Linked DNA regions of Sus scrofa: region 2 is linked to region 1. A link is a contact called in public HiChIP or PLAC-seq data. All regions are on one chromosome and are shown on one strand. The core of a region is the stretch at or near the end of the contact, and the rest is flanking DNA. Distances in the headings are between cores, read along the strand shown.

Region 1 (3,142 bases), core at 69-2,568:
ACTGCGAATGTCAGAGTTCCTGTTGTGGTGCAGCAGAAACGAATCCAACTAGTATCTCTAAGGATGTGGGTTCGATCCCTGGCCTTGCTCAGTGAGGAGCCTGCATTGCCATGAGCTGTGGTGCAGGTCGCAGACATGGCTCGGATCTGGTGTTGCTGCGGCTGTGCTGTAGGTCAGCAGCTATAGCTCTGATTTGACCCCTAGCCTGGGAACTTCCATATGCTGGGGGGGGGGGCCTAAAAAAAAAAAAAAAACCTGCAAATGTCCTCGTCCACCTTTTAAGAAATCTTTCACGGGCTCCTCATCTCCCTCCGAGTAAAGTCCAAATTCCTTAGTAAGGCTAACGAGATCCTGGAGGTTCCTTAAATCAGAAAACCTGTGGCGGATCCTCTCCTCTGAGCCGAGATCCCTTCCTTGCCCCCAAAGTCCCATATGCCCCTTCCCCAGTTTCCCCGAGCTCGCGGAGGAGCTTCCAGGCCCTGGTTTGTTCAATGGGTGGCAGCAAGCAGGGTCAGCAGCATCTTGATCATCCCTGACCCCAGCCCCTGGAGTTCATTAAGTGCTGAATGAGAGAGGCTGATGCAGGAGTGGGGCTTGGGGGGCGGGGGGCAGAGGGACGCTCCCATTTAGCTTCTGGGGCTGCACCCCGACCCCACCAGGCTGCCTCCCCTGTCCTTTCGCCCCCAGCAGAGGCTCCACGTGCATTATTTCCAAATTTACAAAATTTTGAGACCCTCCCCAGGACCACGTGCCTGCAAAGGAGACTCAAACGAGGCGTGTCTCTGTATTTCCATGTGAAATGCTCAGGGTGACCAATAGAGGGCCTAACAAAAGGCTAGAAGACGTGGACAGGACCGGGCTGGAGCGTCACTTAGCCTCTGGTGTTTTAGGGACGCTTTGGGGTGTCCATAGGAGTTTGACAAACTACCTTTTCAAGATGTAACGACTACAAGAAATAAGGCCCCACACCTAGGGCAACTGGAAATGGGAATGACAATGGTGGTGACGCACAGGATGTTACAGGAAGGGCCAAGCTGCCGGGAGAATGAACAAACTCTTGTTCCTCGGTCAACACCCACTAGCCGACCTGCAGCAGCACTTGCCCAGAAGGGCAGAGTAGAAACGAGTGTCCTCAAAGTCAACAGTTTTCACGTGCGACCTTTTTACAAGCCCTTAGGTACACAACGGGAGTTACCTTCTCCTCTGGCTTTCCTTGAACGGTTGTCCAGTAATAGTGCTGACTAATGCTGAGAACCAGCAAGTGCCCTTAGGCGGCCGCGTGGAAATAAAAAAGTTGGCATAAGAGGAAAAAAATAAAATAAAGCAACGGGAAACTTCACCATCTGGTTCGGCTGGTACCAAATTGTGCGGGAAAAGCGGGAGAAGGGGGCCTCAGGGACCGCACCCAACAAGTGAAGAAAGGAAAGGGAAAAGGACAGAAGCCGGGGCCAAGAAAGCCTCAGAACCTCCCCAGAAGGCAAGGCGGCCCCCGGGGCTCAGCCTCCTCGGTACCGTTCAACCCCGGCGTCAATCACCTCTTTTCCGCGCTGCGATTGGGCCGGGGCCCCCCAGCCACCCTGGCGCCCACCTCCTAGTTGCTTGGGGTTTACTTCCCCAAAGTACAAGGGCCCCACCTTGTGGATCAACCGCTCCTGCATGGAAAACGGATCTCCGCCCAGGGGAAGACGTTTTAACGAATGGGAACGGCTGCACGCACTTATTGGCTACCGTGGATATCGGTCAAAGAAGTTCCCAGCCCCTTCCCCACCGTACCTTTCCGTTATTGGTCTCTCTCAGTGCCAATCCGTCACTAGGGAAACGAGATCCTTACAGGCTCATAGGCAAAAGTCAAAGCCAATCAAGAGCCACGCCTTCATCCTGAGTCAGTACCCAATTGCTGCGCGAAGAGCTCAGAGGACGCCGTCGGGATTGGCCACTAGCCTGCCCGACTTGGCCGCAACAAGTTAGTCTGAGTCTCGGTTATATAGCCCGGCGACGGAGCACGCGTGTGTGCGGACGCAGTTGCGTGAAGGGTATTTGCCTTTTGCCTTGCGGTGGAGCAGAGCTTGTTCCTCTCCCGTTCAGCCGTGCAGGTACGGCAGGGTGTGGGCGGGGCTGGACCGGTAGGAGGGCGAGCTGGGGCAGAGGTGAGAGGGAGACGTCCGAACGGCGACTGTGCGAGCTCCCCCTCCCCACCTCCGCCCCAACGGCCGCAGGCGCGCGCGGCAGGCGCACGGGCGCGCAGGAGCTCTCCGCCCCCCGCCCCCACCGGCCGGCGCGCGTGGCCGTGTCCGCGTTCGCGGCGTGCGCGTGCCGCGCCCAACGGCCACGCGGGGCGAGAGCGAGCCGCAGCCGCCGCCCGAGCCCCAGAGTGCTCTCGAGGGCCTGGGGCCCCGCGCGGCGAGCTCGCCAGCTTTTCCCGCCCGCACCCCCACGCGCCATCCGAGTCCTTTCCTGGCTGTAGCTCCAGCTTAATCCCAGACCAGAGAAGGCTTTTATGGGGGGGGGGGGGCACGAAAGTGCGATGAGAATTTCTGGACTCGGGAAGCAGAAGTGCTGCCCCCCAAGCTTTTACAGCGAGTGAAGGGTAAGCAGCGACTTCGTGGATGTCGAATGATGATAGTACTAACTACTCATCTTCTAAGCCCTCCCTCTGTGCCAGGCACAGTCGTGCGCACCTTGTGTGTTTCCCCTTTAGTCCCGCAATGTCCCGATGAGGTAGGTACCATGATTTTCTAATGTTTACAGCGGATTCGAAGGCCCAGCGGTGGAGTGACACGGTCGAACACAGATCGTTAGGGACAGGAATTTGAACGCAGGCCACCTGACTCCTCGTCCCCCAAGTCTATTGTAGTCTTTGTTGCAGCGCCGTGTGCGGCTCCAGGGCACCTTTGCCCCCAGAGCACTAGTCCCTGGGGACAGTACCAGCCTCGGAAGGTCGACTGCAGCGGCATTTGTAGTTGGGCCAGTTGTGGGCTTCCAGGGAGACAAGGGTTGGGCGTGGGTCTGTGACCAAGGAAGAGAAAGGGTTTGGGCCTCCTTGCGACAGGTTTTCCTACAGGTGGCTGACGGACGTGCTGCCTTAAAAGCTTCTGGGGAAACGACAGAATAAAATGACTAAGTGCAACTGAACCTGGACAGT
Region 2 (2,965 bases), core at 71-2,570, 950 kb before region 1:
TTCTGAATAAGGAAACACTGAACTGGCCAAGCTAAAGTGAATTGAGATGTGGCTCCAAAAGCCAAAATGGCCTTGGAGCATCACTGTAAGCTACAGAGTAAGTGGGCCAGGTATCAGGAGGGGTTAAATGATCAACCACCTGGTGACAAAGTCAATTCCTCACTTTCAGGCCACAGGTTAAATGTTATAATCCATGCATCCATTTCCACATTTGAGTATCCAATAAAAGCTAGGAATAATACGAGTCAAGTCCCACTCTATGTCAGATGGAGGTCAGGGAGGCACGAAACCCACAACAAATAAATCTAAACCCAGAAAACATTACGTCGTGATTTGTGCTCCAAAGAAAAAGCAACAGAGGATCTGGTACTTTTTAGACAAGTTGCTAAGAGAGATCTTTCGGAGGCACCATAACGTAGGGCTTCAGAGTGGGACTCAGATCAAGACTGGGCAATTTTGCTTCTTCCTAGCTAACTTTGGGCAAGTTACTGGAGTATTTGTGCAAAACAGCTATCTCTTTAACAAACACTTGAACAGAGCTTGTTAAGGGCCAGGCACTGTTTCCCCTGAATCCGTAGAGCAGCGGTAAAGAGAGAAGCTATTGCTACCACTGCCATTTTTGCAGACAAATCACCTTCCCAAAGACACAGCTGGTAAGCGGCAGAGCTGTGACCCCCACCCCGACAGTGTGAGTCCAGTACACATCGTATAAGACCGCGCCGAACTAAGGGACTTATTCGCCTCCAAACGCTAGGAACCGGTCCCGGCGGCCAGATCCCAGTACCAGCGCACGCGCCCGAGGCGCGCACAAGCCCTGAGCCCCAAACGCCAGGCCTCGAGCCGAGGCAGCGGCCCGCGACTTCCCGCCCCCCTGCGCCGACACGGACCCGCTGCACCACAGACTCAACAGACGACTACGAGCCCTACGCCGCGCCCGCACCCAGGACCGCGGCCCAAACTACGCGCCGCGCGCGGGGCTGACCTCACCTCTTCCTCCCTCCATCGCGAGATTTCCAGCAGGTTTAAAAAAAAAAAAAAAAAAAAAAAAAAAAAGCGGACTCTACCATCTTCGCGAAGCCAGGGTGGGAAGGAGGGAGAAAACAATGCTCTGAGTCAATGATCTCATCGTTGGGAGCACTATCGAGAAACATCAGATTTTACAGATTTAATAAGTGTCTAAATCCTATCTACTACCGGCTTGTGGGTTCTAAAGTTCGCGTTCGTGTCTTCAAACTGTCCCCCCCACAGCTTCCCGGATGATAGAAGTTGCCGAAGGCCGCTGATTCCAGAAGGTACTGTCTGGCGTTAAACTAGTCTCAGGTGAGAAATAAGTCTCGAGCGGCCTGTGCTGCGCACGCGCGAGCTCTTGGCGCCCTCCCGCGAGAGGAAAGTACTCTCTCGGTTCCGGAGTGGACACCGCCGGTTGCGGGAGAGAACTCCTGCTGCTGCCGCACCATGGCGTCCGTGGGGACCCTCGCCTTCGACGAATATGGCCGCCCTTTTCTCATCATCAAAGATCAAGACCGCAAGTCTCGTCTTATGGGACTCGAGGCCCTCAAGGTAACGGGACTGGGACGCCCTGGATGAGCGGAGGACCCCGAACCCCTGGCTCCGCGCGTGCGCACATTTAAGAGCCGTTCTGCCATGTGCTCTCGGGGAAGGTCGGGGAGCCCCTCTTTGGTCTCCAGTGCTGCACCCAACGCCTTGGGCCTGGGAAAGACCAACATAGAGGCCTTTAGTCCCAGTTTGAGGGTTTGGGTGTCCCTCAAGCGCTCTCCAGAGCTGGGTGGGGCAGCCTCAATTCACAGGCGGAGAACGCGCGTCCCCGCTGGCTTCTCCAGCGTGCTGTCGTTCCGACGGCGCATGTATCAGTAAGCTGCAGAGGAGGTATTTCTCGGGTCCCCTGGCAGATTAGGACCCTGCTTCTTTACCTTCAGTCGGTATACCTGCGACAGCCCCAAAGGAAAAGAGGTTCATACTCTTCGTTGCTTCCTTAAAGGCTTAGTCATTGACAGCGCATTTCATTTTTGAGTCCTTCTATGCACGGCGTAATCCTGGATGTGGTATTATAAAAACTGAAAACGTACACCTTTAAGGAAGAAAATACTACTACAAGAGTGAAAGTGGGAGTTCCCGTCGTGGCTCAGTGGGTTAACGATCCGGCGTTGCCGTGAGCTGTGGTGTAGGTTGCAGACACAGCTCAGATCCTACGTTGCTGTGGCTCTGGCGTAGGCCGGTGGCTACAGCTCCGATTCGACCCCTAGCCTGGGAACCTCCATATGCCGTGGGAGCGGCCCAAGAAATGGCAAAAAGACCAAAAAAAAAAAAAAAAGAGTGAAAAGTGGTCGCCAATAACTATGACATAAGGCAGTGTGTGACCAGAACCACGGGATATGGGAGGCAGTGCAGGAAAAAGCTGGAGGGGATCCTTCAGACGGTCAATGGAGGGGTTTTGAGCAGAATCACAAGTAGAACTATGCCAGAGGAAGTAGGCTTTGAGATAGACCATGTCGCCAGGCCTGAGGTGTCCCTGTTTGCTTAGTGTCTTGGGGTTTTATTTAAGAAGCAGTGCAGTTCTTTCTCCCCTGAACTGTTTGACCTAAAACAAGTTAACACCACCTCTCTGAACCTCCTTTCCCAGCAGGGGCAGCACACCTCTTTCCGGCTTGGGAGGGAAATTAAATGGGGTAACTTATCCAATCTTTGACCCATGGTAGGTAGGCGAGCCACTTGTGTTACATATTTAATTCCATTTTTCACTGAAAGGACCATTAGAGAAAGTGCCACTCAATGCATGCACCCCAAAAACAGAAGCTACAGGTGATTTTGTGTCAGCCACATCTCATGTAATTCTCACACTCTGAGACAGGTATTATTTTATATAATTGGAAACTTGGCCCCAGAGCAGGTAGATGATTGCTTGCGGTCCCAGCGCTGGTAAAGATCAGGTTCCATGGTTCACGCC

The links. HiChIP or PLAC-seq counts read pairs in DNA pulled down with a chosen protein or histone mark.
Region 2: an H3K27ac HiChIP or PLAC-seq map of alveolar macrophages shows a contact between it and region 1. The contact joins the promoter of CCT5 here to the promoter of LOC100514500 in region 1. A contact is called at or near these places in 2 of 5 promoter capture datasets (fetal liver and liver) and 1 of 2 datasets of contacts at active chromatin or transcription factors (alveolar macrophages).

What each region holds. Positions count from the first base shown.
Region 1 is chr16:71,274,905-71,278,046 of Sscrofa11.1, reverse strand. It overlaps LOC100514500, which reads right to left and starts at 1,318. Exons shown (of 2, transcript XR_002339616.1): 1 at 1,196-1,318. G3BP1 (G3BP stress granule assembly factor 1) reads left to right here and starts at 1,963. Exons shown (of 12, transcript NM_001205405.1): 1 at 1,963-2,093.
Region 2 is chr16:72,221,545-72,224,509 of Sscrofa11.1, reverse strand. CCT5 (chaperonin containing TCP1 subunit 5) reads left to right here and starts at 1,320. Exons shown (of 11, transcript NM_001278779.1): 1 at 1,320-1,560. The coding sequence starts at 1,456. It overlaps FAM173B (protein FAM173B), which reads right to left and starts at 1,018. Exons shown (of 5, transcript XM_021076853.1): 1 at 988-1,018.